Regions from separate parts of the Sus scrofa genome. Here region 2 is linked to region 1. The links are chromatin contacts, called in public Hi-C maps. All regions are on one chromosome and are shown on one strand. Each heading gives the region's core, a stretch centred on a gene start, on an enhancer-like site or on the middle of the called end of the contact. The rest is flanking DNA. Distances are from core to core; before and after follow the strand shown. Region 1 holds the start of ERN1 (serine/threonine-protein kinase/endoribonuclease IRE1). Region 2 overlaps ERN1 (serine/threonine-protein kinase/endoribonuclease IRE1).

The links. A called contact is a pair of places that touch in the nucleus more often than the background predicts.
Region 2: a Hi-C map of liver shows a contact between it and region 1, with 3 times the contacts expected there. The contact joins the enhancer-like site here to the promoter of ERN1 in region 1. A contact is called at or near these places in 4 of 5 promoter capture datasets (fetal liver, fetal skeletal muscle and liver), 11 of 47 Hi-C or Micro-C datasets (embryonic fibroblasts, epiblast stem cells, fetal skeletal muscle and 6 more) and 2 of 2 datasets of contacts at active chromatin or transcription factors (alveolar macrophages and skeletal muscle).

The regions. Positions count from the first base shown.
Region 1 is chr12:14,879,932-14,884,731 of Sscrofa11.1, reverse strand. ERN1 (serine/threonine-protein kinase/endoribonuclease IRE1) reads right to left here and starts at 2,819. Exons shown (of 22, transcript XM_005668695.3): 1 at 2,574-2,819. The coding sequence starts at 2,624.
Region 2 is chr12:14,923,023-14,927,822 of Sscrofa11.1, reverse strand. It overlaps ERN1 (serine/threonine-protein kinase/endoribonuclease IRE1), which reads right to left. Exons shown (of 22, transcript XM_005668695.3): 3 at 177-210. Among named protein-coding and RNA genes, the nearest start is that of ERN1, 44 kb to the right of the region's middle. Within about 2 kb of position 1,977, at least 26 of the 83 cell types and tissues checked have an H3K27ac peak or open chromatin away from gene starts, as enhancers often do. A contact at or near this core is called in alveolar macrophages, fetal liver, liver and 3 more, where this site is marked.

The DNA of each region.
Region 1 (4,800 bases), core at 1,570-4,069:
ATAACTAACTATCCGAATAAGTGATGATCAAGACCGTTTCCAGCGAAGACCCCCGTCTCAGACGACAGTCTCGCTGTGTGCCTGCGCGCACGCGGTCCGCGGTTCTCAGCGATGGTGTCTATTGCCCTCGACGACCAAAACGTCCGCCGAGTAAAAGAAATGGCATATGCCATCGCTGCAAGTGCTTTGCCTCACATGCCACCAACTCTCGGGCACTTGAAAGAAGTGACACCCAAACGCTGTACAGTGAGGACCACAGGGCAGCGAGGATGTGACAGCCATGATGCAACACAAGCCAAGATCCGGGTCTAGGAAGGAGGGGGAAACCTCCTTGACTGAATAAGCACATTCTGGATTAACCTAAGAAAGCCTCAAGTGCTTCCTAACACCGAGGTAACTGCACTGTGGATCTGAGAGCCTAGAGTTTCAGCTCGTGGATGAGTCAATGTCTGGCTCAGACATACACTGAAGGAAAATCAAAATATTGCCTCCACTGCACTCCAGTTACTTCATCAATCACAAAGAAACAGCATCACAAAAATGTTCTTTGCCTAGGCATAGTATAACATTTTAAAAATGATGACTTAGGAAAAAAAACACCTTTGGGGGTAGCAAGAATTCACATTATCATCTATGAGGTACCAGGTCCCGTCACAGGTGTTCGTGTGTTAGCTGTCCCCATTTCACAGATCAGGAAACAGAGTCTCCAAGACTCTGAGGGCACGGCTAGCAAGGGACCCGACAGAACTCAGGTTTGCCTCATTTTACAGCCAGGACCTTCTGCACACCATCACTGCTGCCCAGCTTAACGCAAACCCTGCAACAGGTTTCACTTAAGAATATTAAAAGATAATTCCCACTATGGCTGAGGAATGAAATTTTTACTAGTAGTCAACTTCGGAGTCAAATTCGGACCTCTTTCCCTAAAAAGTAGTTACACTAAAACATAACCTTTTGATAAGGGTCTGGACTATTTTACCATGAACTCAGAGAAGTCTGGATTTCTAAATACAATTTGGAAATATTTACATGAACTGAAACTATAGTCCTAACTAAAGCTAAATAGTTTTGGCTCTTTAGCCAAAGTTATTCAAAAACTAAAACACGAGAATCCAGTGAAAGATTAGCAAATGAAAAGATGTGGCAAAGAAAACCATACACACAAAGTCCTGATGATATGGAAGGAATGACTCTCAGGTCACACATTTTGGTCATTCCCTTTACATTATTATTTGTGAACAGATGCCAGGCAGCAGTTAACCAGCGCAAGATAAAATGTTCAAGTTCAAAACCTGACCCTAGTTGTGAAAGTGAATTTTTTTTCTTAGATAAGAAACTGAACTTACATGAGTTTTATTGTGAAGTGTGTACAAACTTTCCTTAAAAAAAAAAAAAACACGCTGCATTTGAAAAAGGGGGCCTCACATTACTTCAGCTGTTTCCAAATGCTTGTTACCTCAAGAGCAGACTATTATTTACCGAAAATGCACAACCTCGGAAAAGTTCATGCTGTGGCACTCAGGTACACACGTGCCAATCCTCCATCTGGACATCTGGTACCTGATATACCATATTAGAAAGTACACAGTGGAGGTCATTAAACAGAACCTGCTCCAGTGCGCCATGCCCACATCCTGAACAATAGTTTCTTGTTTTGTTTTCTTTCTTTTTTTTTTTTTTAAACCACTCGCTCATTTAGGTTCTTCCAGCCAGAAGGGAAAAAAAAAGCCAAATCTGTCCACAAAATGTCCTCCTAGCCACGGTGCCCAAATCCACAGCCTGAGTAAAGGCCTGAAATAGTTAAATAAATAGAAGAGCAACCCAGCTCTTCTCTCCAGAAAAGAAATGAAAAGACGTTTCAGACAGTCCCATGGTGCTCTCCCGTGAGGTGGAGACCTTCCGTTTGAAGTTTCCAAGAGGTTTCACCGCTGTCCCATATGGGGGTCTTGAAAAACACTCCAACGCCCACCATTTAACCTACTTCACCAAGGCTTGCTGCCCGAAAGGAAGCCCGCTGCCTCCAATGCCAAGAAACCTGGAGCAGGTAAGCAGAATCAAGGTCTGGGCTAAAACTGCTTACCCCCTTCCAGCTGCCTTCATTTCCCAAAGTTCTTGCATTTTGGAAAGTTCAAACGCGGATAATAAATGCAACACATTCTCTCCCCCTTGATTACAGGGCCCGTTCTGCCCTTTCTCCGCGGCCACCGCCAGGCAGGGCAGGCGCCCACCTGTGGGAAGGGTCCGGCAGGTGGGGCGGCTCCCAAGGGTCCCGGGCCTTCCGGAGACAAGAGGTGCCGCTGGGGCGACACAAAGTTGCGCCAGAGAGCACGCGGCCCAGGAGGCGCTGCGGGTGACAGCCGCGCTGGCCCGCGAGGCCCCTGGGTGGCGGACGCCTCGGCGCGGCCGGCCGTGGCCGCCACTTCGGCCGGTCCAGAGGCCGTCGCTCCGCTCCCGGCGCCGCCCTCGCCGGGGCGCACCGAGCCAGGGGACGCCGCCGCCGACGTCACCGTACTCCCAGCTCGGACCCCGGCCCTCCCTGCGCTGCCCCCACCCCAAGCTCCCCGGTCACTCACCCCGGGACCGGGCAGCAGCAACGCCAGCAGCAGAAGCAGCCGGCCAGGCATGGCGAGGACTCGGCCCTGGCTCCAGGCCGGCCGGCTCCAGAGGGGCGGTGCGGGCGGGCGGGCAGAGGACCGGGCGGGGGCGCCGCGACGACAGCGCGGCTGCGGCCGGGATTCAGCGAACGCAGAGCTGACTAGGCGGTGGCGGCACCCCCATTCCCCACCGTATAAGAGCCTGGAGCCGGCGCTTCTTCCGGTCGGGGCGGGGTCGGGGCGGGGCCCAGCCTAAGGATGGCCCTGAGATGGGGCGGGGCCCAGGCTCAGGGGCGGGGCTGAGGGCAGACTGGGGCGGGGCTAGCGCGGAAGGGGTGGTGGTGGGCGGGGCCATGGGCGGGGCGGCCCTCTGACTGTCCGTGGGTCCTTCAGCACCAGCTGTGGGAGCGGACGTTCAGACACCTCGGTCCCGCGTCTAGGGACATTGAGTGACCCAGTCAAGGAGCTTGTCTGAGGAATAGGGGAGGCCAGCAACCTCGCCTCGCGGGTTCACCCCCTGCTCCAGGCGGCTCGGTCGCCGAGGGACCTGCTACGTCATACTTGATCAGGAAAGAGCAGGAGTGTGGCGATGCCAAGTGTCCAGAACCCCTGTTTCGTCCTCACGCCTTAGAAGACAGTAGGAGGGATCGTTGGCGAGCTCGGGAGTGAGGATCAGACTCTAGCAGGCGATTCCCGCAAACCCAGAACTTGTGCTCTGCGAAGGGCTGTCTCTGAGTTCGCAGTCCTGGGATGCTCTAGCTGTGTCTCATTTAGCCTAAAGCCCCCTTTCTTCCCTTTCTTTCCCCTCAGGAATTCCCCTCAAATTATGTCCAACAACCATGTTCCCTTTGGAATAACCATGGCCAACTCATTCGCCAAAAATTACAAGCAAAGAAGGAAACCATTTCAGCTGTGATGTCATATGTGTTTGTGTGGCATTTGTAGATGTGAAGCTTGACATATGCCACACGGGAGTGGGTTTGCTGAGGACTCATACAAGGTCTTTTTGAAGGTTATGGGCTATTAACCTGATCTAAAGAGACAGGCAGCTGTTTGGTCCTGGGTCCCATGCCGCCCTCCACTGAGATGGAAGCAGGGAGAGAGGACATTGTAACAAGAGAGAATAAAATAATTTTCAGAGCACAACATTTCCATATTCTAGGAGAAAAAGGAAAAAAGAATAGCAACTTCTCTAATTTTTCCCATCTTGCTCATATGACAGATTTTTCAGGCTTTGGGGGAAAGTAGTAAGCAACACTGGAGAAAGCAAAGTAATCAGGACTATATTCAATATCTTATAATAACCTATAACAGAAAAGAATCTGAAAAAGACTGTGTATATATATATATCTGTCTTTTCTAGGGCCGCATCCGCAGCATATGGAGGTTCCCAGGCCAGGGGTCTAATCGGAGCAGTAGCCGCCAGCCTATACCAGGGCCACTGCAACGTGGGATTCGAGCCGCATCTGTAACCTACACCACAGCTCAGATCCTTAACCCACTGAGCAAGACCAGGGATTGAACCCACAACCTCATGGTTCCTAGTTGGATTCGTCAACCACTGAGCCATAACGGGAGCTCCAAGGCTGTATGTATATATCTGAATCACTTTGCAATACACTTGAAGCCAACACAACATTGTAAAGCAACTGTACTGCAATTATAAAAAATTGATTAGGAGCTCCTATTGTGGCGCAGCAGAAAAGAATCCGACTACTAACCATGAGGTTGCAGGTTCGATCCCTGGCTGCACTCAGTGGATCAAGGATCCAGTTTTGCCGTGAGCTGTGGTGTAGGTCACAGACACAGCCTGTATCTGACGTTGCTACAGCTGCGGTGGCTACAGCTCCGATTAGACCCCTAGCCTGAAAACCTCCACATGCTGCAGGTGCAGCCCTAAAAAAAAAAAAAAAAAAAAAAAAAAAAAAAAAAAAAAAATAATAATTAATTAAATATAGGAGTTCCCACTGTCACAGTGGGTTAAGAACCTGACTACAGCAAATTCGATCCCCAGCCCTGAGCAGTGGGTTAAAGGATCTGGTGTTGCTGAGGTTCGGATTCAATCCCTGGCCCAGGAACTTCCATATGTTGCAGGTGCAGCTATAAAACTATAATAATTAAAAGTAAATAGGAGTTTCCTAGCAGTTAGGGACATGGTGTTGCAACTGCTGTGGCTCCGATCACTGCTGTGGTGAGGGTTCGATCC
Region 2 (4,800 bases), core at 728-3,227, 44 kb before region 1:
TTCTCCCCAACACAGGCGTCTATCGCAGCAGCTGCAAGGCTTGCTCCTCTCAGTCACTCGCGGTCTACCTTGCATTTGCACAGAGATGTGCTCCCAGCAACTAGCTACAAAAATACTGATGGAATAAAATAGAAAGTGAATGAAAGGGAAGCGCTGAAGCAAATGAGAAAACTTACTCTTCGACATGCGTTGGAACCTGCAGGACTGGATCTGTGCAAAAAGAACAACAAAGGCATCATCAGACAGACTCAAAGATGTCAAGATGCCTAGAGTTCCCAGGACCAGGTCACAAGAGGGACCAGAAACTGAAATTTATCTACATGAGATAACGTAGGTGAAGGCACTTTAGAAAACTCACACACAAAAACAACAAGTATGCTCTTTTGACGGTCACCGAGGTTGGAGAGAGGGCTGGGAGCCGAATGGAACTGCGGTCAAGAAACGGTGCATGTAACTTGGGGGCTGGACGTAGAAGGAAGCCCCAGTGACAACCCACAGTGGACAAAGGGTCACCATCTGACACATCCAGGACTTCTAAAGCCTCAACTATCTCGTTGGCAGATGCCCGGCGTGGTACTAGAGAGTCCCACTAGAAGAAGCAAAACCGTGGCTTGGGAAGCACTTTTGCTGCTGATGAATCCGAATGGATGGTAAATGGGTTCCCCCCTTTGGGGCAGCAACACGATGATTTTAGAGTTTTTTGAGTATTTATTCTTCTTGATTCCCTTTGATCCATGAAACCATTTCCATAAAATCTACTTTAAAAACAACACAAGGAATTCCCATGGTGGGCAGTGGAAACAAATCCGACTAGTAACCATGAGGTTGTGGGTTCGAACCCTGGCCTCGCTCAGTGGGTTAAGGATCCTGCGTTGCTGTGGCTGTGGTGTAGGCTGGCAGCTGTAGGTCTGATTCAACACCTAGCCTGGGAACTTCCGCTGTGGGTGCGGTCCTAAAAAGACAAAAAAAAATAAAATAAAAATAAATAAAACAACACAAAATATAGAAAATGCTTTCTGTATAAGGATCCTCACAGTAGCGTCACAAACAACCTGACTACTCAGTGATGTGGTTAAATTATGGAGTGTCCACTTGGCAGAAAATCAAGGCTTCTAAAAGGGCTTATAAAGTTTAAGAAACATGTATACATCGTTATACTATCATGTTCAGGAGAAAAGAACCTTGTGCCTAGAGTATTCGTGCAGCTGAGGAGAAAAACCTTCAATGTGCATTAAGAAAACTAGATGGAAAGGCAAAAAAAAATGCTAATTGCAAGTTATCTTTGTTGGAAATATAAATGACTCCCCCACCTTTTCCACATTTCCCCAAATTCCTACGAAAGTAGATACTACTTTTGAAATAGGGGAAAAAAAACTGTATCACCAAATTAATTTTAATATTTGCAATAGTCAAAAAGGCAGACTCTCTCCCTCCCTAGAACCTCCCGGTTCCTCAGGGTGCGGGGGTGAGAGGGAGCCGACACAGCAGTGCCTGAACAGCTAGAATCGACAGGCGTGAGACCACACAGCGATGAGGCACTTCCGGCGCTCGAGACCCCATGGGCTGGACAGCCGTGCTGTCCCCAACTTCAAAGCCGGGATGGGGACGGCAAATACAGAGATCTGGTTTGGGGTAGAGTTCCAGGCTCCACGGGCTCTGTTTACGGGGACAGACAGCTGTCCAACGACCCTGGTCGGCTGGGATTCTCAGATGAGAAAAAACTCTTTCAAGTCTTATCACATGCCGGCTTTGCCTTAGGAGCCCAGCTCCGACACGCAGGCATACCGCGCTCACGACACCAGAAGCGCACACACCCCATGCGGTCTGTGGGCAGCAAACAAACAATTCATTAAAACCAAAAGCACTTCAGGAAACAGGAGGAACTTTCAGTCAGCAAGCACATGTTTCTCGTTCCCAGTAATCACCTCACCTCGCGGTGCCCTCTCACAAACAAACTGATGCAAGAGGCAGGAAACACGGGCACAGGCACCCACCCCAGCCAACCGAGTCAAAAAGCAATTACAACCCAGTTTCTCTGATGCACGCCAGGCAGAGCCAGAAGGCAGATTCCAGAGAAGACCCAGCTGTCAAGGGGGCGTTGTTTTTTGTTCATTTCAGCCACTTCAAGGTCTCACAGATAAACCCAGAGGAGGAGGACACCACCGGATCCGAGCAGATTCACTGGAAGCAACGTGTGGAGACCAACAGGATTTCCACTCCAGTGCCTGAGCTTATCTTTGCTGGACAGCGTTTGCTCGCTGTTGGGGACGCGTCCTCTGGCATAGCCTTTCCTGGTTTTCCAGGGCTTATTTCACTGGTTATCTGGCACGGAGGCCTCAAGGTCTGCCCTGTGCCAGCAAGCTTCCAGTTAAGACACAGGCCGCCGGCAGGAGAAAGGGAGGGGCAGGTGGGCACCTGCACAGGTGTGTAGGAGCCAAGCTTTCTCCTAGGCTTAGGGGGACATGAACTCCTGCAGGGGCGCCTTTCCATCCACTGGTAAAGTAGGACTCCGGGAATAAACACCTGCAGAGCTGCAGGCCATGGCACAGAAGCACTGTTAAAACAGGTCTGCTGGGGGTGAGCAAATGTTTAACGCCCTAGTCTGCTTTTTTTTTTTTCTTTTTTGGCCCTGCGGCATATGAAGTTCCCAGGCCAGGGATCAGATCTGAGCCGCAGGAGCAACCTAAGCTGGGGCAATGCCGGATCCTTAACGCACTGCACCAGGCTGGGGATCAAACCCGGGTCCCAGCACTCCCAAGACACCACCGATCCCGCTGCACCACAGCGGGAACTTCACTTTTTTTTTCTTAAAGGATCATTTGAGTCTGAGATTCACTTTAAAATACTACAGGAAAAGAAATCATATGGGAGGAAGGCAGATAAAGCAAAAAAAAAACCGGCAGCTTGTCGATGACTGTTTCAAAGATAGAATTGACAGCGCTGGCCTAATACTTTACTGTCCTCTCTACATATGCTTGAACTTTTCGGTAATAGAAAAGGTTAAAGATAAAAGTAGTTGGAAAGCCAGCAAAATAAAAGTCAAAAGCAGCATCTGAAAATGTACAATGAAAGCCCAACATGAAAGAGGAGTTTGGGATTTAATAATGGGAACTGGTATCAGGCAAGATTCTTAATCTGAAAAAAATAAAATAAAAAATCAGCCATGTGAAAAGAAACAGTGGCCCAACTCTAAGCTATAAACAAGCTGCCGCAAAATAGGCCTCTCTATCTCTAGGGAGGCTGATAAGGGTAAAAGCTATCTCAGGAAGCTGTTTTACTTTCGGAATGAGAAAAGAAAAAAAAAAGATTACAAGTGTAAAAATGGGTGTTGTTCAAGGTAAAGGTAAAAATATCAGAAGAGGGGAAAAAAAAAAACAAAAAACAAAAAAACTGTACTCAGTGTTTGGCCTCCAGGATTAAGACAGGGAGAAACGGATCAGCCCACTGCTTCCCTGGGCACTGCCACTGGACTCGGTTCCTCTCATGGGTCCAGCTCAGGCCTGAAACACCACAACTTTATACCTGGAGAAACGTGGGCAAGGTGCAGTGACACTTATGGCTCCTGTTTTGTGCGGATCAAATCCTCCTTTTCAACCTGAGGCAAAAAATGGCTCAGGGTGGATGTTCACAGAGTTCCCAGCGTGGTGCAGTGGGTTAGGAATCCAACTGCAAGGAGTGCCCATCACAGCTCAGTGGGTTAAGGATCCGGTGTTGCTGTGAGCTGCACCCTAGATCACAGACATAGCTCGGATCCGGCTGTGGTGTAGGCTGGTAGCTGCAGCTCTAATTCAATCCCTAGCCCTGGGAACTTCCATATGCCACACATGTGGCCCTCAAAAAAGCGAAAAAATAAAAAATAAAATAGAATCCAACTGCAGTGACTCAAGTCGCTGCAGAGGCAAGGGTTTGATCCTCAGACGGGTGAGGTGGGTTAAAGGAGCTGCAGCTGTGGCTTGGATTCAATCGCTTGGCAGGTGTGGCCATATTTTAAAAAAAAAGATGTTCACATCCTTCCTTTGTCCAAGTTCATAAGGGTAAAAAGGCAACCATTTTTATTTCCAAAAGGAGTGAATTTCTGCCTTTCCAAGAATACCGTTTTACTTTCATCCTCTACCTCACCCTCTCTCAAACCTCATACCTTCTCCCTCTGTATGGGGTTCCCAAATGCACACCTGACTCTGCTCCCTTCTTAAAGTCTTGGTCCATTGGCACCAATAGCTCTACCCTTTCTGCTACCTCGCCAGCCCTTGGACAACCCACGTGCCTGCTGCCTCAGACCACGTGGTTCCCCCCCGCCCCCGCCTCCTTGAAGCCCCCATCCACCTCCTGGCTTCCGCAGCCCTGAACTGTCTGCTCTTTCACTCATCTCTCTCCCCCACCCCCATCCTTACTCCAACAGGTTCTGCCCTCAGTTCTCTCCAAGAGCACATCCACCCCTGCAGCTTCCACCACAACCATGATGGGACATTCTAGGTCTCCATCTCTTGATCAATTCTTTCTGGACCAGCTGGACATTTCCACCCTCTCCCACCAGCACCTCAACCACCACTTGCCCAAACCACACATCCACACCCATCTTTCTCTCCAGACCAGCTTGGCTCTTAACACTGTTCCCTCCTAAAATTTTGACAGGCAGGCCTCAAACCACACTGCTGACACTCATTTCCCCCCAGCTGCCAAACCCGTGGTCAATATCTGTAATGACCATCCTTCTGTTTCCTACTCCCAGTGTCCCTTCAGCATCACTGGATCCCCTTTTCTCCCAAGTGCACCCTTTTCCCCTAGTCTTTGTGGCCTTTG